4 separate regions of the Mus musculus genome follow, and all the other regions are linked to region 3. Evidence: chromatin contacts called from public promoter capture Hi-C data. All regions are on one chromosome and are shown on one strand. The core of a region is the stretch at or near the end of the contact, and the rest is flanking DNA. Distances in the headings are between cores, read along the strand shown. Region 1 holds the start of Ccdc87 (coiled-coil domain containing 87). Region 2 holds the start of Rce1 (Ras converting CAAX endopeptidase 1). Region 3 holds the start of Rps6ka4 (ribosomal protein S6 kinase, polypeptide 4). Region 4 holds the start of 2010003K11Rik (RIKEN cDNA 2010003K11 gene).

What was found. Promoter capture Hi-C pulls out the DNA fragments that hold promoters and counts their contacts.
Region 1: a promoter capture Hi-C map of liver shows a contact between it and region 3, with 2.6 times the contacts expected there. A contact is called at or near these places in 1 of 39 promoter capture datasets (liver), 1 of 130 datasets of targeted methods (pancreatic cancer cells) and 1 of 9 other capture datasets (liver).
Region 2: a promoter capture Hi-C map of liver shows a contact between it and region 3, with 5 times the contacts expected there. A contact is called at or near these places in 2 of 39 promoter capture datasets (both in liver) and 1 of 9 other capture datasets (liver).
Region 4: a promoter capture Hi-C map of liver shows a contact between it and region 3, with 6 times the contacts expected there. A contact is called at or near these places in 1 of 39 promoter capture datasets (liver) and 1 of 9 other capture datasets (adipose tissue).

The regions. Positions count from the first base shown.
Region 1 is chr19:4,837,849-4,844,154 of GRCm38.p6, reverse strand. It overlaps Ccdc87 (coiled-coil domain containing 87), which reads right to left and starts at 4,789. Exons shown (of 1, transcript NM_207268.3): 1 at 1,627-4,789. The coding sequence starts at 4,673. The coding sequence ends at 2,106. It overlaps Ccs (copper chaperone for superoxide dismutase), which reads left to right and starts at 4,833. Exons shown (of 8, transcript NM_016892.3): 1 at 4,833-4,958; 2 at 5,252-5,324. The coding sequence starts at 4,920.
Region 2 is chr19:4,623,289-4,629,311 of GRCm38.p6, reverse strand. Rce1 (Ras converting CAAX endopeptidase 1) reads left to right here and starts at 3,667. Exons shown (of 8, transcript NM_023131.2): 1 at 3,667-3,879; 2 at 4,017-4,119; 3 at 4,216-4,299; 4 at 4,549-4,627; 5 at 5,131-5,298; 6 at 5,415-5,486; 7 at 5,749-5,811. The coding sequence starts at 3,695. Gm960 (predicted gene 960) reads left to right here. Exons shown (of 15, transcript NM_001033447.3): 14 at 2,065-2,143; 15 at 3,122-3,471. The coding sequence ends at 3,471. It overlaps Mir6986 (microRNA 6986), which reads left to right and starts at 5,357; the gene lies at 5,357-5,414.
Region 3 is chr19:6,838,514-6,844,573 of GRCm38.p6, reverse strand. It overlaps Rps6ka4 (ribosomal protein S6 kinase, polypeptide 4), which reads left to right and starts at 3,947. Exons shown (of 18, transcript NM_019924.2): 1 at 3,947-4,081; 2 at 4,169-4,240; 3 at 4,896-5,114; 4 at 5,207-5,322. The coding sequence starts at 4,027.
Region 4 is chr19:4,494,200-4,500,272 of GRCm38.p6, reverse strand. 2010003K11Rik (RIKEN cDNA 2010003K11 gene) reads left to right here and starts at 1,690. Exons shown (of 2, transcript NM_027237.2): 1 at 1,690-2,029; 2 at 2,659-3,485. The coding sequence starts at 1,754. The coding sequence ends at 2,757.

The DNA of each region.
Region 1 (6,306 bases), core at 3,540-6,039, 2.0 Mb after region 3:
ACCTGCTGAGACATCCAGCCTCATGGACTGAACAACTACTGGATTCTTGGGCCTTCCATTGGTAGACAACCACTACTGGACTAGCTGGAAGCTAGTTGGACATCCTATAAAGCCATTATAATATTTTTTTTGCTTTTGTTTTTCCAGACAGGGTTTCTCTGGATAGCCCTGGCTGTCCTGGAACTCACTCTGTAGACCAGGCTGGCCTCGAACTCAGAAATCTGCCTGCCTCTGCCTCCTGAGTGCTGAGATTAAAGGCGTGTGCCACCACGCCCAGCTCTCTAATAAATTTTTGTCTATTTACCTATATCTATGTGTAGATATAGACATACATATATAAATTTATTCTCTAAGTTCTGTTCCTTTTGAGAACACTGACTAATATAGTACAAAGTTATAAAAGCTTAAAAAAAAATACAGCTACCTAGGCAGTCGTGGCGTGCACTTGAGAGGCAGAGGCAGGTGGATCACGAAATTTGAGGCCAGCCTGGTCTGCAGAATAAGTTTCAGAACAGTCAGGGATACACACAGAGAAACCCTGTCTTAAAAAAACAAAAATAAGTCGGGCGTGGTGGCGCACACCTTTAATCCCAGCACTCGGGAGGCAGAGGCAGGCGGATTTCTGAGTTCGAGGCCAGTCTGGTCTACAAAGTGAGCTCCAGGACATCCAGAGCTATAAAGAGAAACCCTGTCTCAAAAAAAAACCAAAACCAAACCAAACCAAAGCAAAAAACAAAACAAAACAAAAAATAAATAAATAAAATAGAAAATACAGCTTATTGCTATCCACGCCTCCCCCACAAGTGGGAGGTCAGCCCCAGGTGGCAGAAAAGACAGGAACCTTCCTGAGGACCAGCTTTCATGTTTGTACTAGGATTCATTCAAGCTTCCAGAGGAAGGAGACACCTAATAGTCCTAGCCACTATGACACCTGTGCTTCCAGCACAGCACGATAACCCTAATTAGATTCAAGGTCCACTGAACAAGAGGCAAACCATTCCTGGAGTTGAAAGTGTAGCTAACTACTCGGGGCTAGCGGAGTCACAGGTCTTGGAGGAGAATTTACAACCACTACTTTACTAAATGAGGCATTTGTCTTTATGCCCACAGATAGCATAGTCTGAACCCCTCATCAAGGACACCTTTCTTTGCAAAAGGCAGAGAGTGGTACAGAAAGTAACAACCAACAAAAATGTAGAGTCGTGGGAGGCAGAGGAAGGCAGAAAGATCTCTGTGAACTTGAGCCTTACCTGGTCTACTACACAGTGAGACCTTGTCCAAAACAAAACCAACCAAATCAAACAAAAAGAACGAAGAGGAAAACAACACACAGTGTGAGCAGTTAACATCCTGTAGGTGCCTCAACAAAACTTGCTAAGTACAGAAACTGATAACAATTGTTTTGCAAGGAAGGAAACTGGGGGTTGGAGGGTTTTTTTTGTCTTTTTCTTATTTTTAACTGTGTGTTTGTGTGATATGTTCAGGTGCCCACAGAGGCCAGGGGTGTCAGGTGCTGGAGTTACAGGTGGTTGCAAGCCCCCAGTGTGGGTTCTAGGAATCCACTAGGTCTTTTAAAATACTAGGCTATATCTCTCCAGCCGTAGAGACTTACTCTTCAGTATACACCTTGATATACCAAGTGGTTTTATTAACAAGTCCTGCCAACAATGTGTAAGCACTAGAAGTGACAACATGGACCCAGATCCTCACAGAGAAGTTAGGTGACTTACCATAAGTCATACAGGCAGGATATACATACATCTGTTAATTTCAGAGCCCTAGCAATCAAGGATTATGCTACTGGGCCTAAACAAGAGTGATTTGGCACTCTAAACAGCAATTCAGCACAGTGAGAAAGTCACTATATATTTTTTTAAGGACCATGGCTTGCTCTGTCTGACCTCTATTATCACGAACTCCAAGGGATCATCTGATATAGGATTTTGGTTGTCTTGTGCAGGATGGTTGACATACATGGGAATACCAAGTTTGGGGATCCTTTTATTTAGAATATCAAGAAAAAGAATCTCAATCTCTTTTAAAGTCATTGAGAGTTCTACGTGAGCATTTGGGGGTGAGGAAGGGTTTGGGGGCACTTGGCCGCCTTAGTGAGTAGTGGGAGTATTCCCGGGGGCCACTAACGCCTGGCTGCTGCTCCCTGTGAAAGTGCATGATTGGCGGAAGGTTTTCTGGGCCTGGGTCAGATTGCGAATCCGCCGCTGCTGCTGGAGCCAGTACAGCATCTCCACTTTGTCCTGCTTCATCTTCTTCAGATAGCTCCGCCCCTTGAAGGTCACTGGCTCCCCAAAGACTGACTCTATCCTTTCCAACAAGGAAACCAAATTAGATTCCATTCGATTGAGCTTCCTTTGGAGATAGCTACGGAACCGATTCTCCTCCAGTAACCGATTCATCAACAAATCAGGCTTTTGGAAGAAACGATTGGGATCAGAGGCTTGTTGCTCAAACCACTCCAGTCTTCCTAGCAACGACTCCCTCTTTTGAATGGGCTTCAGGACCTGCTCCCAAGCCTTGATCAATGCTGGTAGCTGTTGCAGGCGTGCATTGGAGCTGTATTTAATAACCATGTCTAGCCGATTCTGTTCAGGGACTTCCAACATGACCCACAGTCGTTTGAGACGCTGCTGCAAGTTATGAATGTAGGCTCTCCCAGGTCCTGAGCCATCCTCTATCACTGAGCTCCAATCCCATTTTCCTTGCATGAACTCTAGCTCTTCATCTTGCAGCAGGGGAGGGGGTTGCTGAATATCTAGGTACTCTTGGACAGGGACTGGTACCTCCACAGGAGCCTCTTTTTCATACATTTGGAAGATGACGTGGAGGAAATCCGACTCCTGAAAGGAGAGGTACTTGAAGTAGTCCTCTGAAGACACCGAGGGTTTCAGCCAATTCATCCATACACCGTGTCTGTTTGGTCGCTTGTCCCAGCTTTTGTGCCTTGGGAGTAATGTGAGAGAGGGCACCTTCTCAGGGACTGGCTTCGGAGTGCTTGTTCTTCTGGAGTAAAATCCAACCAGATTACGGTTGATGATTGGCATATGTTTATCTTGGTGTAGAAAAGATGAGGCCAAGTAGGAGGACCAATCTTTATCTGCTGAAGGCTCAATTTGGTCTCCTTCCTCAAAAGATAAGTGACTAACAGAGACTCGGCTCATCAACTCCTTGTAGACCTCTCCGGTGGTGTTCCCAACAAGACGATCCGCATCCATTTCTTCAATGGCTTTACCATCCAGTTCCCCAGTCAGATGGTTGTATAGGACTCCAGCCCCCTCAACGTGGAAAGAGTCGTTAAAGTATCTTTCAGAGAGTTGCACAGTAGCTACCTGGACTATAACTTGATCATGTACCTTCAAAGCAACAGTGACTGGCTGTGGGTGTAGTGGGATGATTCTCGGGGGTTGGAGATCCCACTTTCCGGAGGCTTCTTCCTCCTGCAGGCTTTTGATCATTTGCTGCAGTTTCTCTAGGTGGTGCTGGGCAGTTAGGCGCCGGGTAAGGACCCCGAGGAGGGGAGGCAGGCCAGAGTCCAGCAGGGAGTATCGACTCCACTCCATTCTCATGATCTTCATTTTCTGCTTCAGATCCTCAGCCACTATGTCCCGGAATGGCAGTGGTTTACTCTCTGAAGCCAAGATCAGCGGGGTGAGGGGATGAGGAGAGGGAGGAAGAAGGCACAACTCATCTGCCAGACTCCACCCCTCATGAAGACAAGGCATGGACTGGCCCCTTTGGAGCCAGGAATGGACTGGTGAGGTGGGGAATTGGTGACTCTCACTGCTGGGAGAATGACTAGGCAGTGGTACCATCGGTGAGGGTCTCGATTCAATTTCTTTATCCTTTATCATGGAGGGCACCCAGAGGAGCTGCTGTCTACTCTTCAGCTGGGGGATGGATTTCAACTCTTCCACTGGATCAGGTTCGGGCTCACTGGGGAAATCATATGGGCGGCTGAGTTGGACAAGGTAGTTCAGGTTGAGGCTAGAGCACGGCATGTGGTCTAAGCCAGTGCTGTGAGGCCAGGGGATTGGACAGAGCTTGAAAGTCCCAGGGGGACAGGGAGGAGGACGCAATTTGACTATGCCTCCCTGGGCGTGCTTTAAATTTAGCAGGGTCTGAAAATCAGCCAGCAGACAGCGATAGACATCAGGACTGGTGAGGAAAACTGTGCAATCCCTGGCAAGGTTTACTGCCAACCGGCTGAGGGTGGCTGATTCAGTGAAGACCCTTCTAGAGGTCGGCAGGGTCACCAGCAGGTGCAGGTAGCGTACGAAGAGCTGCTCACTACTGATCAGCACGTAGGACTCGAGCCGCTGCCGCAGCTTCTGGTTGTTTTCGTAGTCCAGAATGGGTTCTATAGGAGGTTCCCGCCAGTTGCACTTCAGCTCTTCTAGAATAACCTCAGTGAGACGAAGTCGGTCCTTGGCAGTTACTCGTGCCGCCCGCCCGCTGCTTGCTAGCCGCTTGGACACTTGGCGGCACAGCGGCCCAACTTTCAGCTTCGCCAGCGGGATGGATTGCAAGGGCGTGGCATCTTGAGAGGGGCGCTTCGGAGGCTCTGGAGGAGGCTTCGCCTTGCTGGGGAAGAGCGACAGCGGACTCAGCAACCGGTGGTAAATCGGCTTGAGGTCAGGTTCCTGACTGTGTGGTTCCATCTTTACCAGGTGGTTCCGGCTGAGCGGGTAGAGGACGCCAAATGGTTACTAAGGAAACTGCATCAATGCGCCTGCGCAGCCGGTAGCACTACCGGACAGCTCAGAGGCCTCAGCCTAGGGAGCGCACGCGCCAAGGAGGTGGAGCTAAGGGCGGCCTCCGAGACTCCGCCCATCCCACAAAGTAGAGTTGTGTTGGTCTCTGGACCCTACCGGTTCGGTGCGGCCTAGGCAGTGACAACAGCTAGGATGGCTTCGAAGTCGGGGGACGGTGGGACTGTGTGTGCGGTGAGTGAAAGCTTCATGTGGAGCCTCGCATAACTTCAGCCCTTGGGGTGATCAATATCTTGGGAAGCCAGGAAAGAACAGGCTCCTGGGGAGGTGAAATTCCGGGGTTAGGACGGAGATGCCCCTCACGGGAGGGGGGTTGGTGGTAAAGACCGCGATCCTGGAATGTTCATGAGATAATAAAGGAGGAATTTGAAGAGAAGTCAAGTGCAATGTGTGCAAAGAGACATAGGGGATGAGGTGGCGAGTAAGGATCATGTCTGACATGTGCCCTGGCCTTGCTTCCCTTACAGTTGGAGTTTGCAGTGCAGATGAGTTGTCAGAGCTGTGTGGATGCTGTGCACAAGACCCTGAAAGGGGTGGCAGGTAAGAGTAGACAATCTTTCTGGGATCAGCCAGGGGTTTGTGTTTAGCCGTATTCCGGTTGCATAGATGCAGAAAGAATGAAAGGAAGTTTCTCAGAGTCCGGGAGATGCAGAGCCTAGAGTATAGGCCTCAAGCTTTGCCTAGCCAGAGCTTTCTTCTAGTACAAACTGCCTGTCCAGCTGCTGAACAGCATGGAACTAGCCAGAGTATAGAGCACTTCCTACCAAGGGCATTCTAGAGGGGGAGGGGGGCGGGCATTTGAGGTCTGGCTTGGGAAATAGAACAGTTCTGAGAAAGCAGACAACATCCCTGGCCCAATTCAGGGACTTTAAGCCAGGAGGTCTGCAGGTGGGTGACCTGGCAGAAGAGGAAAGATATGAAAGGCAGAGTCATTTTCCTGACGCTAGAAACTGGCTGTTTTGGATTCTGTTAAATGTTCATTCAACCTTTCAGCCAGTATAGATTAGACACTGGGGGTTTCTGAGGGAAAATGTTTACCCCTATGCTTAGGTAAAGATCGTATAAGCTTTGGCAAAGGAGCGCTCCTAGAACACTTCCTTGGGAAGCCATGGTGGCAAAGGGAAAGAAGGAGATGAGAGTCTGAAGCCAGGACACTGGCAGGGGTGGGGTGGGGAACCCCAGTGCGTATAGTTCCACAGATGTACAGCTTCGTGCTTATTTTCTGTGTTTCTGTTTCTTCAGTGTTTGAACAGTGTTCATAGCTCAGTGTTGTCATGAGGAGTGAATTAGTTGATACAAGTCTTGAGCCTGTAGTGAGAGCCCACTCAATTTCAGGGGATTGTAAGAGGAAAGAGGAGAAAAGCTTACAGGCAAAGGTGGGGTTTTAGGAGGACGATTGAGGGGACTGATTGTTTTGTTTTATTTTGAGATAAGGTCTTTCTCCACATAGCCCTGGCTTTCCTGGAACTCACTATGTAGGCCAGGCTGGCCTGCAGTTCACAGAGATCTGCTTACCTTTACC
Region 2 (6,023 bases), core at 2,418-4,917, 2.2 Mb after region 3:
TGGCCCACTTAACTCAATGATGCTGAAAGAAAGGAGTATTTACAGAATACCTAATCTGTATTTCCATTTCCGTCTCAACAAAGATGTTCTGAATTAGGTCATTATCTTCCACCTTATAAATAAGGTAACTGTGAAACCTAAACCTTGCTGGTTACATGGCTAATAACTGGCAGGGTTTCAAAGCCTGATCACATTGTGCCTCTGTAGGGCTGAGTGGCAAGCCCAGGGAATGAGTGTGCACAGATCCATTGTCATTAGTCCTTCCCTCATTAGAGGCCACTTTGTGTTAACTCATTGGTGGCACAATAGCGGCCCCCAGTGGCTTCAGCTACAAACTACATGATCAAGGCAATAGGTCAAGTTTTTTTTCCCCCCCTTTTACTTTGTTTCCATGGTAACTAGCCAACTCACCAGATATAGAATTAACCCATCTATAGTTTAAGGAGAAATGGCAGTTCTCTAAAGGACTGGGCTGTCTCTCTTGGGGCCCAGATACTGATAGGCATACAAGGCTCACAGTGTTAGCCATCTCAAGTGGGTCACCCCTCTGTAAGACCAGTTTCTAAAAGGAAAAGGACAAAGACGTGTGCTATGCAAGATTTCCCAGGCCAGAGTGAACCGAAACTCTGCTGGATTTTGAGGGTGATCTTTGCCCCTGTGTGTTCCTCAGAATGTAATTACTTAGAAGTTGGAATTTGTATTAATATGCAGTGAATCTCATGTGAGTGCATCTGAGGAGAGACTGTGGGATCCCCCAGAAATGATGATAACTGTAACTGCAGAGCTCCTATAACATAAAAATCTGTAATGAGAATGCCAGGTAGCTCTCACATTTAATCCCAGCATTTAGGAGACAGAGTGACAACCTGGCCTACATAGTAAGTTCCAGGACAGACAGAACTATCTAGCAAAACTGTCTTAAAGGGGGAAACAAGAAGCAGTGTATCATAGAATGCATAGTACTGTGGTGTAATTCTTACCTAAGACTTCCCTTTGAAAGTGTCAACTTGATGCTTTAAGGATAGTCACTGTGCCGTGTGCTCCTCCCCCAATCCCCAGAGGTCTCCATCACACTGAAAACAAGACTGTGACTGCTGAACGCACATAACCCAGCTCCTCTCCCAAAGCCCCGCCCACCTTCTATTGGCTTACTTCTCCCCTCCCCTTGGTGTAGACATTACAGGAGTGGGGGCGGGGAGGAGGGTCTCACTGTGTATCTGAGAATGGCTTTTATCTTCCTATGTAGCTGAGGGTTATCTTGAACTCCTGCTCTTTCTGCCTCCCTCTCCTGAGTGCTGGGATTACATATGTGCTACTATGCCATTTTATGAAGTGTGCTCCTGCAGCTTTCATGCAAACACTCATTTTTTTCAACTTTTTAAAAGATGTATTTTTAACTAAGTGTACATGTATATAGAGGGACAGATGGTCAGACATTAAAGGTCAGCTCTGGGATATAAGAGACCCTGTCTCAAAGAATTTAATTTAAAAAAAGACAGGGCCAGGGATTGTGGTGTATGCCTTTAATTCTAGCACTTGTGAGGCAAAGGTAGGAGGATCTCTGCAAGTTCAAGCCCAGCTTGTTCTCCACCATATACTGAGTTCCAGACAGCCAAGACTAAATAAAAAGGGACTGGAGAAATGGCTGTGTGGAAGAGGGACCATGCTGCTATTGGTTTGGTTTGGTTCCCAGTATTCACATCAGGCAGCTTGTCAAAGTGTAACTCCAATTACAGGGGACCTGACCACCTCTCCTGTAGACACATAATTCACATAGTTACAAATACACATGGTAAACCTGGAGTAGAAAGATGGGCATAAACACATAAAAATGATGAATAGTGCCATCTTCAGAGCCTGAGGTTCAGGGATATGCTGGGAATGGCTACAGTGTGAGTTGTACAAGGGTCCACAGAAGGGGGATGCTTTGAAAGCTGGAGGCCAAGTAGAGACTGTTGAGTTAGGAGGATGAGGGTGAAAACATCCATATAAACCAAACCACACGTCTCACTAAGGTTCATTCAGACTTCTGCAGAATTCACTTGGTCTTTCTAATTGTTAAAGCACCTGACTCCAGAGAAAAACATTTCAGCCCAGAACACCAAAGACCAGCACAAGAATATTGCCCAGGAATTCCCTGAAGGTAAGTTTCTAGCTTTGGGGGTAAGCCCTGGACTGAAACCAGAGAAATAAAATTCATGGTGTGGAGTGGTCCAGCTATCCAACGATCCCATTCCACTTTAGCCATGCTGCTGCCACCTGGGATTTGGCCGCCTTCCACAGTGATTGAGGGACTTGGAGTAGCAACCGCATGCATTCCTACTTTAAAGCTACTCAATAGGACTTGTGCGTTGTACTTAGTATGTGCACATTAGCCTTTCCAGAGAAACGTGCATTCATTGACTCAGGAGGAATCAGCCAAGGCAAGACTCTGTAAATCTGCACCTGCGAGGCTGGGGATGTAGCTCAGTGTCAGAGTTGGTTTGCTTGTCAATACCGAGTTTGATCCTCCTCTGTGTTTGTTCTTCCAAAACTGGATCTACTACGGATTAGTGATGGTGGTTCCCAACCTTCCTGACGCTGCCACCTTTTAATACAGTGCCTCGTGCTGTGGTGATCCCCAACCATACAGTTATCTTCAGTGTTACTAATTAACTGTCATTTTGCCACTGTTATGCACCACAGTGTAAGTATCTGATGTGCGACCCGCAGGTTGAGAACCGCTGAGCTAAAGCATGTTCACGAGTGTCTAATTCCAGCACTTGGGTGTTAGAAGCAAGATGATCACTTTAAGGCTAGCCTGGGTTTCAAGAGAGTCTGTCTGAACATCAACAACAAAAAGCTGCCTCTGTAGTAACTGCCTAGAACAATACCAGAGAGAGATTGAGTTGCTTATTGCCCGAAGCAAAGCTTAGGTTCAGAGAGGAACTTGAAATGCATATCACCTAGTTTGGGCGGAAAGTTAGATGTCGCCTATCATGGGAGGTCAGGTACTGAAATGTTTTCATCCGGAAAGGTGGAGCGGGAGAGTTAATTTAGAACGATACCCCTGCCCCAACAATCTCTGTAGCATTGGCACAAATCTTCGGGAGTAAGATGAAATGGGCTTGTTCTCTCCTAGAATCCATCGGGCAAGCAGAAAACAAGAGGCCCAAGAGGGGCAGCCCCAACCATGGCAGGGAAGAATCGCGAGTTCTGGGCTCAGCAAGAGACCGGAGCCCGCCAAAATCCGCCACGCGCGACCGCGAGCTCACCGAGGTCTCCCTCACTGCTAGAGGATCGCAGACCCAAGCGGCCCACGGCAGGGCCCAGGCGGCAGAGGCAGCTAGCCCTGCGGGCGGCCTGGAGGTACCGCAGCGAGAGCAGGGCGGGTGCGGGCCTGAGCTACCACCGCCGGGTCCTCACCACCGCCTCCTCTGCTCCCGCAGGACTTGTGGCTACAGGAGGTATCCAATCTGTCCGAGTGGCTGAATCCGGGACACAGGTCCTAAGCATTCTCTCTGAGACGCCCAGCAAGCCAAGGAAGCCCGGGACACGTGTGTCACAACTTCTGTATTTCAATAAAGCCGTTCCAAGCACAAAGTATCAACTATCGTGCAAGGGGAGGGGCGCCCGGGGGACCCGACAACTCGCGCCGCCGCCTGACGTCACCTACGCCGTCGCGTCACTGCCGCGCGCCACGGGTCCGGGCGTGATGGCGGCGCTGGGCGGGGACGGGCTGCGTTTACTGTCGGTATCGCGGCCAGAGCGGCAGCCCGAGTCAGCCGCGCTGAGCGGCCCGGGCTCGGGGCTGTGCTGCTGGGTGTCTGTGTTCTCCTGCTTCAGCCTCGCCTGCTCCTACGTGGGCAGCCTCTACGTGTGGAAGAGCGAGCTGCCCAGGTGCGGGGGATGCGCGCGCGGCCGGGATCTGCGCCCTCGTGGGGCGGGGCTGCGGGCGGAGCTTGGGCCGGACGGGGGTGGGGCCGCGTTGGCGTGGTTGCTGCAGGCCCCCCGGAACTTACTGTCCCTTTTCCTAGGGACCACCCCGCTGTTATCAAGCGGCGTTCCACCAGTGTCCTGGTAGTGTCCAGCTTGTCCCCTCTTTGCGTGCTGCTCTGGAGGGAACTCACTGGCATCCAGGTGCGAAGGAGGTGGGTGGGGCACAGGGCAGCTAGGGGAAGAATCTAGAATTTTGTGGGAGGGAACATCACTAACGCCCCCTTTCCTGTGGCTCAGCCAGGCACATCACTGCTTACCTTGATGGGCTTCAGGCTGGAGGGCATTTTCCCAGCAGCGCTGCTGCCCCTGCTGCTAACTATGGTGAGTCCTGCTTTATTTTTCCAACTCTGTTGTCACTAGTGTAATGACGTGCCCTGCTTGGGTACAGCTTTTGGCAGATGGAAGACAGGAATTATGATGTGGCCCCCTAAGCTTCTGGTGTACATGGCTGGGAAACCCTAGAACTCAGGAAACCTGAGGTCTGGTGAGGCTGACCAAGGGCATAGGTGTGGGCAAGGTCATTGGATTGTGGTAAAAGGCTTTCATTTTATGTTTGCCCCCCCCCCCCAGATCCTTTTCCTGGGTCCACTGATGCAGCTCTCTATGGATTGCCCTTGTGACCTGACAGATGGGCTGAAGGTTGTCCTGGGTGAGTCTTCAAGACTGAGGAAAAGGTAGGCACAGGCAGTCCAGAACACTGGGGAAAGGAGTCAGTGAGATGGTGTGATCTGGACTGAAGAGGTGAGATGTCACCTCTCAGCGTGTGTTTCCACATCAGTAAAATGGATTACATTGCTGAGTACCCTGTAAGTGTGATACTCAAGGAGGCCTGTCTGGACCACAAACAGCACTTGATATGGGCCAGACAGCATCTTCCCCTGCTCTCTCATCATTTGGCTTCCCCAAAGATTGGCCTTGGTAAAATTTGGGTGCCTCTGGAATTTTCTGTGACTCCCTCATCTACTGCTGCCTTCCCTTCCTGCTGCCAGCCATCTCAAGCCGTTGTAATTTGGTCTGATAAGGCTTGTTCCCTTCCCCATTCTGATTCCCAGGATCTCCTAAACTGAGTTTGGCTCGAGTAAATCTGTGGGAGAGGGCCCAGATGTCTCTAGTAACCAGGCACTCACTGCTTATCCTGAATATTCACTCTAGCCCCTCGTTCTTGGGCCCGCTGCCTCACAGACATGCGCTGGCTACGAAACCAAGTTATTGCACCGCTGACAGAGGAGCTGGTGTTCCGGGCTTGCATGCTGCCCATGCTAGCGCCGTGCACGGGTCTGGGCCCTGCTGTGTTCACCTGCCCACTCTTTTTTGGAGTCGGTGAGTCTCGCCCGTCCAGCAATGACGTTCCCAGCATGAGGGCTAAAAATGGGGCTTTGGGTGAGGGGAGCTAGGTAGAAAGCCAGAGGCATATGTGGTTTTCACCTTCCTCCCAGCCCATTTTCACCACATTATTGAGCAGCTGCGCTTCCGCCAGAGCAGTGTGGGAAGTATCTTCGTGTCTGCAGGTGAGGCCTGGAGAGCTGCAGAGGCAGTCAAGGGGTGGGGTGCTCTGATGTCCCTCATAGACACTCTGCGGAAAGGGTTGGAGACTGAGCTATAAGTATTGGACGGGGCCCACTAATTATGGAAGGTGGGGTACAGAGAACAGCCACAGATACTGGGCAGGCAGCCACTGCCAAGGGGACTGGGTGGGCTCTGGCTGTGGGATGTGCACGGCTGGGGTAGGGTGGGCATGCAGTTGTGGTCACTCGCAGCCTCCATCTCCAGCGTTCCAGTTCTCCTACACCGCTGTCTTCGGTGCTTATACAGCTTTCCTCTTCATCCGCACAGGTTGGTCCTCGGCCTTTCATGGGTCTCCAGGGGCCCACAGATGTGGGTGGGAGAAGGGGGACACTGTGGATGCAACTGTTTCTTTTACCACATTCCTAGAGACAGTCTAAGCCAGGGCCCTCAGCTTCTTAAGATCTGAGAGGTGGAAGCAGAGGTTATAATATGGGGGCAGATGAGTATGTGGGGTGGGGGGGGTCACTAACTAGAAGGGC
Region 3 (6,060 bases), core at 2,698-5,197:
CTATTGCTGTGGGCTTCTGTAGTCAGGGAGCCATGCCTGGATCAGGCAGCAAAAGGAATCATAGTGTGGCCATTTGGCCTTGTGAAAACCTGCATGAGCCCGCCAGGTAACCAGCCAATGGGGGCAGGGCCTGGGTAGGCATTTAACAGCGGATGAGACCTGGGGTCTGGGATATGAGAACAGTGAACTTAGTTGGCCTGACCCTGCCTCTCAGGGCACTTTTCTCTCTCCATGTTTTCCAACCTCCTCATCTTCCCCCACCCAACCGCTTTGGAGGAACCAAGGAACTGGAAACCCCTGGTCAGCTCCTCAGGGAGCTCACAGTCTGGTTTCTATAAGAGGTGGTATGGCACATCTCTGAGCTGGGTCACCAGGATGACAAAAGGGAACTGATACAGCTTTAGTTGTCAATTTGACACCTGGGAAGAGGAAAGCTAACAGAGAAATTGTCACCATCTGATTGGCATACGGGAGTGTCTACGGAGGCATTCTCTTGATTGATGTAGGATGGCTCAGTCCACTGTGATGCTATGTCCCTAGGCAGGTGATCCTGGGCTGTATAAAAAAGCTAGGAGAGACCCTGGAGGCATGGCTCAATAGTTGAGAGCACTCACTGCTCTTCTGCAAGGCCCACATTGGGAAGCTCACAGCTTTCTGTAACTCCAGCTCTAGGGAATGCCTCTGGCTTCCATGATCACCAGTTAAAAATAATAAAAATCTTGAAAGAAAGAAAGAAAGAAAGAAAGAAAGAAAGAAAGAAAGGAAGGAAGGAAGGAAGGAAAGGCAGCCGAGCACGGCAGAGGAAGCAAGGGAACAAGCAGCATCCCTCCACGGTCTCCACTCCATGGTCTCCACTCCAGTTCCTGCTGGGACAACTCTGGAATTTTGGTTTCTTTGAAAACCACAGAAATATTATGTGAATGTATTTTAGTTTTAATCCCAGGTGTGGGATATGGGGCAGAGAGTTCCTGAGACTGTGTTATGTGACTTTTGGAATTCTGGAGTTCTCAAAGGGTATATAAACAGACACTAGGGCCCTTGAGAGGCTACGTGGGTTGAGAGGCTACGTGGGTTGTTAAGTCGTGTGCACGAAGAAGAAACAAGAAGAAATTAGATAACCTGATGGTGAAGATTAAACTTGCACCAAGGAACTGGAAACCCCTAGTCAGCAGGAAGTCTAACAATAATGTCTCCCTCCTTTCTCACCTTGGCTTTCTTCAGGGATCTCTTTCCTTTCCCCTCTATCCTTTTTTCTCTCTTACCCTGTGTTAGGAAATTGAAAGGGTGGGAGAAAAGGGGTAGAGAAGAGTGGGAGAAAAACCCCACAAAGTAGCAAAAGACAGCTACAAGTTCCTACCTCTATGTTCTTGCCTTGGCTTGGCTTGGCTTGCCAGCTAAAACTTTTTTTCCCACAAGTTACTTTTTGCCAGAGTATTTTTTTTTAAATCACAGTCACAGAGAAGCAAACTAATATAGAAGTTGATGGACCATGTGGCTTGTATGCTGTCGAGTGCTCAGAGCTTAAGGAACTGTTGTGGGAACTTGGAGACCACAGTGAGAGCAGTGCAGACAATGGTGGCTTGGCTTGTGAAGTTTCAGAGTTTGTCAGGGTTATCCATATGATATATTTGAAATAAGAATCAGTAGAAGTGATCTGGGCTGTGGTGGTGCACACCTTTGATTCCAGCACCCAGGAGGCAGAGGCAGGTGAATCTCTGAGTCTGAGGCTAGTCTGGCCGATGGAGCAAATTCCAGGATAGCTGGGGCTACACAGAGAAATCCCGTCCCAAAAAAACAGGAGGAAAAAAAATCAGTGAAACCTTTGATTTACTGAGACAACAAATGTTTGTCAGCTAGGGCTGACTCAGCTACTACTAATAAGAAACCAGTGTCACTGAGGCAAAATCTTGTGGAGAATGTTTCTCAGGGTCACCACACAGAAGCTGTGGCCAAGTAGGGGCCAAGGCTGCATCTTAAGCTGTCAATCAAACTTGGCAAACAATGTGTAAGAGGCTTCCAAATGGTACTGGTTTCAAAGGCCTGGAAGGGTCATGGAGAACAGCTGAGGCTTGGTACCATGTAGCAAGGTCAGAGTCCCAGAAGGGGGCCAGGAGGTCTGTGGTGAAGGTCCAGTCTCAGTCGCAGTGGAGACCTCAGGATCTGGGAGATACCAGGAATGTGGGACAAATGCTAAGGACAGCAGCAGTTGTGGAAAGGAACTGACTCAAGCCTTCAAGACAAGCCATGTGTTCTGTGGATGGCAGGCTAGCAGAGCAGAGCAGCTTCAATGATTTGAGGCCAGAAGATAAATAAATAAAATAAAGAAATCTTAAAGTATGTCAGTATTTTAGACTTTACAGTAGCCCACATTTAAGAGACTAGATTTTATTTAAAAAGATAATAAAGACTATCCAGTTATTGGTTTTTTTGTTTGTTTGCTTTTTGTTTTTGTTTTGTTTTGTTTTTTTTTTGAGACAGGGTTTCTCTGTGTAGCCCTGGTTCTCCTGGAACTCACTCTGTAGACCAGGCTGGCCTCGAACTCAGAGGTCCACTTACCTCTGCCTTCTGAGTGCTGGGATTAAAGGTGTATGCTACCTTCTTAAAATATTGGGATGCTAGCATGAGACCTTAAGGACAAATAAGAAAGGAAAGGCTATGCTTTAACACAGACGAGCTGACGGGGTGAAATGTCATAGTTCTTTTGTCAAACTAGACACCTAGGTAGAGGGAACCTCACAGCTGAGAGACTGCTTCCAGCAGATTAGCCCATGGGCATATTTGTGGAGGCATTTTCTTGATTGCAAATTGATTATAGGAAGGCCTAAGTCACTGTGGGTGATACATCCCTAGCTAGATGGGCTTGGGTTATGTAATAAAGCTAGCTGAAAAAGTCAAGGGATGAAAGTCAGTAAGCAGTGCTCCTCATAAGCAGTGCTCCTCATCATAAGCAGTGCTCCTCCATGGTCTCTGCTTCAGTTCTGATCTCCAGGTTCCAGCCTTGAGTTTCTGCCTTGACTTCCCTCAGTTATGGACTGTAGCCTGCAAACCAAATAACTGCCCCTTCCCCAAGCTGCTTTAAGTCAGAACGTTTTATCACAGCAACAAAGAAGCAAACGAATACAGGGACAATTAGGCTGGGTGGCAGGATGTGAGTCAGGGCACCCGAGGCTGCCCCAGGGAGGGTGGGGCTCCCTGGGAAAGGTGGAGTGGGGTCCTTGTGCAATCAGCCCTGCAGGCTCCCTCTTTAATTCTTTTTGAAATTACATTTATTTTATATTATGCCATATGTTTGCATTGTATGTAGGTGCAGGCACTTAGATCTAAGGGCAGCTTGTGGAAGTCGGTTCTTTCTTTTTACCATGTGGGAGGGAACTAGGCATCCAACTCAGTTGGTCTCCTTTGGGGCAAAAGCAACTTTACCCATGTAAAGTGGCTTCCTGTTTCTGAAGTGTACTCTCAGGATGCCCATTGCCGGCCCAGCATCAAGAGCCTAGGGCTCCTGTGTCCAGGGAATATAAAGATCTCCAGTGTATTTGCTGAGCTTAACGAGTGTAACGAGTGGTCCTAAAGAAGGAAGTGGGCTGTGATTTGTGTCTGTTGGCTAAGAGGAGCAGAAGAGGCAAGGCTGCCACGTGGGAGGGAGGGCTCCATCAGCCTGGGTGGGCAGCCCTCCTCAAATCCTGGGACACAGACCTCTAGTGTCCTCCATATCCTGCTGGACAGACACCTGGCTAGGAGGCTTACTCCAGCTGCAGCCACATGTCACCCAAAGGCCCTGCACGGCTCTCACTGGTCCCGGGGCCAGGAGACCCTGCCACCGTCTGATGCTTCCCACCCGCAGCCCCGCTCCGTCACGTTCCAGCCGCCTGACTCAGGCCGCACGGGGCGGGCTGGGAGCCGGGAGGCGGTGCCGGCGCCCGCTCGGCCCCAGAGGCGGCACCAGGAAGCACCCGCCCCGGCCGGAGCCGCCATGTAACCGGCGCCGCCCGTAGCCCCAGCCGCGCGGGCCCCAGCGACCCGCCCGCCATGGGAGACGAGGATGAGGACGAGGGCTGCGCCGTGGAGCTGCAGATCACCGAAGGTGGGTGCCGGATCCCGAGGCGGCTCTCCCGGACGGGTGGCAAGAGTCAGCGACCCTCTGGGCTCACTCGCCCCCCTGTGTCCGCAGCCAACCTCACCGGGCATGAGGAGAAGGTGAGCGTGGAGAACTTCGCGCTGCTCAAGGTGCTGGGCACGGGAGGTGAGAAACCGCTTTCACTGGCATGGTGCTTTGGGCCTTCTGCCCGCCCACTCGCCTGGACCTGGGCCTGGGCCTGGTTGCTGGGGAGGTCCCCCCACCCTTTCCCGGCATAGCTCCCCTTGCCCGCCCCGCCCTACCGTACCAGGGTTCCGAGCCTACTTGCCGGGCGTCCACGTTGACAGGACTCTTCTCTGCAAAGTCCTATGCGTGCGTGCCCCCTGCCGCGATTTCCTAGCCTCTTTGGGGTTTTGACTCCCTCCCAAGAGCTTTGCACAGCTTCTCTCCCCATCTTCCCTTGCGAGCCCCACTCTTGTATTTTGCAAATTCCCCAGTCCGGGTTTGCACATCCCTCCGCTGACTGGGAGCGCGCCTCTGCCTCCGGTGCCAGCGTTTTCATCTTTTCTCAGCTCTCTTGATCATCCCAGGTTTGCACGTGCCCCGCCCCTTCCCCGCCCCGCAGGCCTTCTGGAGTTGCAAGCTCCCCAGGCTAGTTTGCACTGCAAATTGCTTTTCAGGCTTAACCGAGCACCCTCCAGGGAGGGCTCACCTTCTCCTTAGAAGGCTCTGTCAGCCTTTTGCACCCCCCTTCCCACCAGTCTGCACCGCCCTCGCACTTACAGCCCACCTTCCAACCGCTTGCTTGCTGCTCCCACAGCCTATGGGAAGGTGTTCCTGGTGCGGAAGACGGGTGGGCACGACGCGGGCAAGCTCTATGCCATGAAGGTGCTACGCAAGGCGGCGTTGGTGCAGCGCGCGAAGACACAGGAGCATACCCGCACCGAACGCTCGGTGCTGGAGCTGGTTCGCCAAGCACCCTTCCTGGTCACACTGCACTACGCCTTCCAGACGGATGCCAAGCTGCACCTCATCCTGGGTGAGGGCCTGTCACATCTCAGCTTTGGAGAGGGACGGGAGTTAGATTAGGCTACCTTGTAGGGAAACATTTCAACGTCTCCTCACTCCCAGACTACGTGAGCGGTGGTGAGATGTTCACTCACCTCTACCAGCGCCAGTACTTCAAGGAGGCTGAGGTTCGAGTGTATGGGGGCGAGATTGTGCTGGCCCTGGAACACCTGCACAAGGTAAGAGACGGCCCTGCCTTTTGGCTGCTCTCCTGGGACTGCCCTGAACCTAATGAGGGGCTTCCTGTTTCAGGGGTGGCCTGGGCGGGGACCTTGAAAGAACTGCTTGAGACAGCACTACCTGGAAGGGTCTTCTGCTCCAGAACCTTCTGGAAGGGGCTTTCCTCCAACAGGAACCTAGGCTAACCTTCATCGGACTTCCTTAAGTGGTGACCTCAGACCTCAGTTACCAAGACCTCTGAAATGGGGCTTTTTGTTCACACTCCTGGGCGCCTTGGGGCCTGTGCACAGGACTTCTCAATGCAGGGTACCTTTGGTGGCCCTTCTTGAGTCCCTTCTTACTTGCTTTTATTTTGTGCATGTGTGGTGTGTGTATGTGCATATGTGCCAGAGCACATGTGTGGGTCAGATTCTGTGACATTAACAATATCCTTCCACCTTTGCATGGGTTCTGAGATCCATCTCAGATTGCCGGCACTCTCTCTGCTGAGCCCTCTCGATGGTCCCCTGTTTAACTCTTCCTGTAGCCATCTCATGTAGCCCAAGCTGGCCTTCAGATCCCTGTGTAGTCAAGATGACCTTGAACTTCGAATCCTGCAGCCCTTGTCTCTTTGAGAGTTCAGGCTTGTTGATCACTCCTGGTTTCATGGGGTGCTGGGGACCCAGCCCAGGGCCCCATGCTAGGTGCTCTTCTAACCAGTCCCACCCAGCCTTGGTCCTTATTTTTTTCTCTTTGAT
Region 4 (6,073 bases), core at 441-2,940, 2.3 Mb after region 3:
GATGCAACCCAAGGTCACAGAGCTTTAAGCAATGAAACTGCAGTCTACCTAGAAGACAGTGGTCCCTGGAGCCTGAGCTTTTAACCATGTGCTTTGCTAGAATATTGAGGGCAAAGCTAAGGCTGGAGAAATTTAGTTCTCCTGACCCTGGCACTGTCCTGTTTTCTCTCTCTCTCTCTCTCTCTCTCTCTCTCTCTCTCTCTCTCTCTCTCTCTCTCTCTCTCTCTCACACACACACACACACACACACACACACACACACTCTCACACACAGAACCTGCCAGGCTGAGGATGTAGCAGAGTTGGCACAGTGCTTGCCTAGCGTGCACAAGCATCAGTGTTCCATCCCCAGCACTGTCTACACAAGGCATGGTGACCCATACTTGTAATCCAAGAATTCAGGAGGTGGAGGAGGGCAGAGATCAGGAATTCGAGATCATCCTCTGCCACATAGCGAGGCCCATCTGGGCAACATAAGACCCTGTCTAAGACAAAAGTCTGGCACTGAGATAATATTTACTATAGGTCATTTTTTTCTTTGTGTCTCTGTATGGTGTGTGAAGGGATTATGTGTGTGTGTGTACACTCGCACACATGTGTGTAATCTAGAAGTTGACACTAAGTGTCTTCCTCTGTCATTCTCTACCTTTAATTTTTTTCCTCTTAGTTTTTGAGAGAGGAACTAGCTGTGTAGACCAGGCTGGCCGAAACTCACAGAAATTCCCCTGGCATGAGCACTGAATGAGCCACCTTGCCTGGCCTCACCTTTTTACATTTTCAAATTACATTTATTTGTGTGTGTGTGTGTGTGTGTGTGTGTGTGTGTGTGTGTGTATTGTGTGTTCTTGAGAGCCACAGCGCATGTGTGGTGGAGAGAGGAAAGCCTGTGGCAGCCAGTTCTCTCCACCAGGTGAATCCCAAGGATCAAACTCAGGTTGTCAGGCTTGTCAGCAAGTGCCTGTACCCACTCGACCACTCCTTCCCCTTAGTTTTTGAGACAGTGTGTCCCACTGGGTCAGGAGTTCACCAATGCAGCTCAGACAGGGACTGCAAGTCCCAGAGAGTTTCCTGTCTCTCCCAGGTCTGGGATGACAGATGCATATCCACCTTTCCACAGGGGTACCAGGGAACCCAACCCAGATCCTGTGCAGCAAGCACTTTATGAGTGAGCCGTCCCCCCAGCCCCTGCAGGTCACGATTTTGGATGTGTGCCGCTGACCTCCAGAGCACTTTTCACCTTGTAAAACTGAAGGTCTGGAGCCATGAAAACAAGTACCGTCCACTGTCCAGCCCCTGCCTTACCCGATTTCACCCTGGTAGTTACGGTTTTGACTGTTGTAGAATGAAGCTATTCTGTTCTCTGTCCTGTTGTAGAAGTAATCTTTGCTTAATGTCAATGAGATGAGTGGTACGGCCAGCCAAGGCCAAGGCCAGAGGAGGCCGGCAAGGTCTCCAGGGTGGTGTGGTCAGAGAAGGCTGTCTGGAGGGAGGAGGGAAGACAATAGGAACCAGCCTAGCATTCAGAAGGATCCCGAGCTGGAAGCCAGCCTGCGCTGTATAGTCCCACAGGGTGAGAAGTCAATGGAGAGAATGACTCAGAGATATTTGGCCTCTGTGGCCTGCCCTTTGGTTTATGACAGCCACCTCAGCAGCACTGACCTTTGTCTACAGGTGATCTCCCATCATATGAGTGAAGGCACCAGGCCATCTCACAAAGCTAGTGGCTTACCGACCAGTGCTAGCTTCTAGGATCATGGGGACCAGCCTGCGTAGCCAGTCCTTTAGAGAACCCCGGCCCTCCTATGGGAGGCTCCATGAGTCCCAGGGGAGGTCTCTGGATGGCCGACTCCACAGAGCACTGAGCCTCAGACTGGGCCGTGAGAAGTCCAGGTCGCAGGTCCCCGATGGCACGGAAGGGCTGGAGGTCTCTGTCCAGGAGCGGCTGCCAGGGACCCTGGGAGACAAAGAACAGCTGATCCAAGGCCAGAGAGGAGGAGGCAGCCGGCGGTGGCTGAGACAGTACCAGCAGGTGTGGCTTCAAACTGAATTATCACTTTCATGGGGAAGGGTGGGGACTCCGGGCAGCAAAGGGTTAAGAGCACAGCTGACCTGAGGAAAGCCAAGCAAAATACCCAGGAATTGAATGCATTTGACTAAAAGCAGTTGTGATTCCCCTCACCCCTGTGGGCACTGGGGATTCACTGAAGGTTGGAGGAGGGTGGGCAAATGGGGTCTGGGTGGAATATGGTCAGAGCTGTTTCTGTTTTGAGATGGGGTCTCGATAAGTAGCCCAGAGTGGCCTGGAACTCTTGATCCTACTCAGTGTTCTGAGTGCTGGGAGTGCAGGCATATATTACCACACAAGGCTCTGAGAGCTGTATTAAGATGATTAATGTAATACTATGTTGCAAGGGTGACTAGAGCAGGAGGCAGGCAGATTGGCCAATGCAACTTCTGGCAAATTACCGTCTGTACCTCTCACACAGGATGAAGAGTAGATTTGCCCCACCCCTCCTGGCCCTTCGTCCCAGGGGGAAGGGTCTCCCCTCCCCCCAGGAGTTTAGCTTCTCTTTCATGGCTCTACCCCCACCTGGTGGCTGTGAGTGGAACACCACTTGAAGCCACTGCTATGATGTTTCTCCTACTTTGGTCTTCCAGCATGTGAAAAGAAGGTGGAGGAGTTTTGTCGCCAGCTTCCCCAGTGTGACCCTGAGTCAACCAGCCTCCCCAGAGACCTTGTTGGACACCAACAACTAAAGCTGCTGTGACTGTCCCTCACTCCACCGGCTCTGCTCCTGTGTCTTTTCATCTGCCCCTGCATGGCTTTTCTGGACTCTGAACTGCTCCAGCTTTTGAACTTTGTCTTGTGACCCAAGGAGGCCTCTGCCACCAGATCATTCAAAGCCCCCATGTGGCTGCTCTTCTTGGTTCTGGCACCTATCTCTTAGCAAAGATCTCCATAGGCCTGAAGAGGAAATACCTGGCTCTCTACCTTTTGGGTTTAAAGACTCCCTGGACTGGCATTTATGAAGGTCTTAGGGACCTACACAGAAATGAGAGTAGCAACTGTGACCCCTTGGCCCCACAAAGACCAGCCACCCACTTCCAGGTCAGAGTTCAGTGAAGCCAAAGAAAGGCTGAGAACTTCCTGAATATCACCTGCTCCCAGGGCCAAGCTCCACATGGCTTTCTGGGCAGCTGCCAGTGACTGGCCAAGGCTTGGGCCTCCCTCATAGACTGTGAGCCTTCACAGGCTAGGACCATGTCTGGACTGTCCTGGGGGGGTTGCTATATGCCTGAGAAGCCCAAACATGCATATGGCTGCCTTTGGACTTCATGATATCCCGATGAAGAAAGCAGGGAAGTCTTCTCTCCCTGTGTGACAGAGGGAAACTGAGGTCAGGAGTGGAGAAGAGACCTTCCTCCTACACATACACACTGCCTAACACTGGGGTTGAACCCATTAATAAAGCCACTGACCTGAAGGAAAGTCTTTGTCTAGTGACTAATGCACAGGCTCTGGGCCTCTCCCAGGTTCAGAGTCCACGGCCTCACTCCGAAGGGCAATGCAGTGATGGGCTCCTTGTTTTCTCAGAGCTCAGAAACCTGGTAGGGCTACTAAAGGCACACAAGAGGTCCTGGTCCTGGTGGCCATTGGGAACTTGTGTGTGTGTGGGGGGGGGGGGTGTGGGTGTGGGTGTGTGTATGTGTGTGTGTGTGTATGGGTGTGTGTGTGTGTGTATGGGTGTGTGTATGTGTGTGTATATGTGTGTGTATGTGTGTGTGTGTGTGTGTGTGTGTATATGTATATGTGCATGACACAGTGCACATGTGGAGGTCAGAGGGCAACTTCCATAGTTGGTTCACTCTTCCCTATGCGACCCAGGTGGATCTCAGGTTATCAAGGGCACACAGCAAGTGATTTCCCCACTGAGCAATCTTGCCAGCTCTATCTGTTTATTTTAAGGTAAGGTCTTGTAGTCAAGGCTAGCCTCAAACTCATCATAAAGCCAAAGCTGGCCTTGTACTCCTGATCCCCCATCCTTTAACTCCCAGATGCTGGGATTACAGGGTTGTGTCAGTACGCCTGACTCTTGACCTTCTGGCATGGCTTCCAGAGCTGTGAGTGAGCTTCTCAAGTTTCTGATTTGGGGTCACTTGTGCCAGAGGACATGGGAATCTCATGTGTTTGGGGGATTTTAGCTGGAGCAGAGACCACTGCCTTTCAGTAGGGCTGTGACATTATCAGTCTGAGTCACACATCCACAAGGCTGTCTCTCCTTGCACTTGCTGTGAATGTCCTTTTCAGACCATGCTGGCTGCATTGTAGGCGTTCAGGAAGTACGTATGGCCATGGTGTGATTGAGAAGCACAATCTGCCTCCAAAGGCCTCAGACCGCAATGCCCAGGCACTGCATGCATTTGCTGCAAAGGACTCCTTTCCCTGCTCCCCGCTGCCTCCCACATCCCTGTTGTATACCCAGCCCATCTTTCCACTTCCATTGGTTTTATTATTAGATCTAAATACACTGTAGCTGTCTTCAGATGCACCAGAAGAGGGTGTCAGATCTCATTACGGATGGTTGTGAGCCATCATGCGGTTGCTGGGATTTGAACTCAGGATCTTCAGAAGAGCAGTCAGTGCTCTTACCCCCTGAACCATCTCTCCAGCCCCCTTCCTTTACAGGACAGCCAGGCTCTGTAACAGCTGCCTAGCCCCTCCTGCACTTGGAGCCTCAGTTTCCCCATCCATCGAAGGAGATGCCGACCGATCTTACCTTTCCAGATTTGGCAGGGGGAGGCAGGGGGATCATACTGAGTCAGGCCAGAACCATAGTCAGGCTGAGCTCAACTCTGACCAGAAAGAGCTGAGGTGATGTAGCTTTTGTTTCCAGGTGGGGGTACCCCCTAGCCAGTTAGCTAGCTGCCTCATGGAGACATGCATTCCCCACCTTGTAGACCTCTCTGTCGGTGCAGGCACACATGAAGGTTGTGGTACCCAGAAGCCTCCCAGGCATGGGTCAGCATGGCCTATGTGGAGGCGTGTGCCAGGACTTGACACTCACTGGCCCTCAGACAGCATCTGTCCAGCTGTCTTGATCTACATCCTCCTTTCAGTGCCCTCACCCCAATATTTGCTCTGGCCTCTGTGGGCAGAGCCTCTCCGTCGCAGTCCAGGGGTCTTGGATCTTACAGCTAGCAGGCCTGGGACTCACTGTACTCCAGTCTGCCCTGCTCCGCTCCTGTTCCTCAAGCAGCCTCTTTTTCAGCCTGCTCAAAGCCAGGGAGCGCATTCCTCAGCCAGCACGGCTGCATCAGTGCTCCTCCTGGTCCTCAAGTGGTTCAGACTGTGTCTGTAAGGCACAGACAGCTGCATGACGCTGTTACAAAACGGAACAAATGTTCACTAGGGCAGCATCCATAGGAGGCCTGATTTCCTGCACCAGGGCTGGGCGCTGGGCCTAACTGGGCATCTTCTTCAGCTTCCTAGAAGGAAGAAGGCTGGAAGCAGGTTGGGGGAAGAAATTCTGCTGGGGAAGTGGGGCCTCATGGCTGCACTAATAGGGAAGCCATGATGCACACAGAAAACACTGTGTCCCCAGCATCTCTCTGAGCGAGGGCTGTACCTGAAAGAGGCCATTTACCTTACAGATGAGAACAGGGCCACAGTGGGCCAGGGACCAACTGGGACTGACAACCCGAGCTGCCGCCTCCCAAGTCAGGCCTTATGCTGGATGTCCAAAACCCCACTCTGAGGGAGACTATGGGATGCAGTATGGACAGACAGTCAGAGGAACTGAGGAAGCCAAGGCCTGTGGGTCAAAGCCTCTTCCCTGAAAGAAACTTGACCTTAGGGAGGATCACTCTCCACTCTTACATGCACTTGTATGTTCCTTCTCCCTCCTCCCTCCTCCCTCCTCCCTCCTCCCTCCTCCCTCCTCCCTCCTCCCTCCTCCAGCTCCCTCCTCCCTCCTCTCCCCTCCCTCCTCCAGGTCCCTCCTCTCTCCTCCCTCCTCCCTCTTCCCTCTTCCCTCTTCTCTCCTCCCATCTCCCTCCTCCCTCTCCCTCTCTC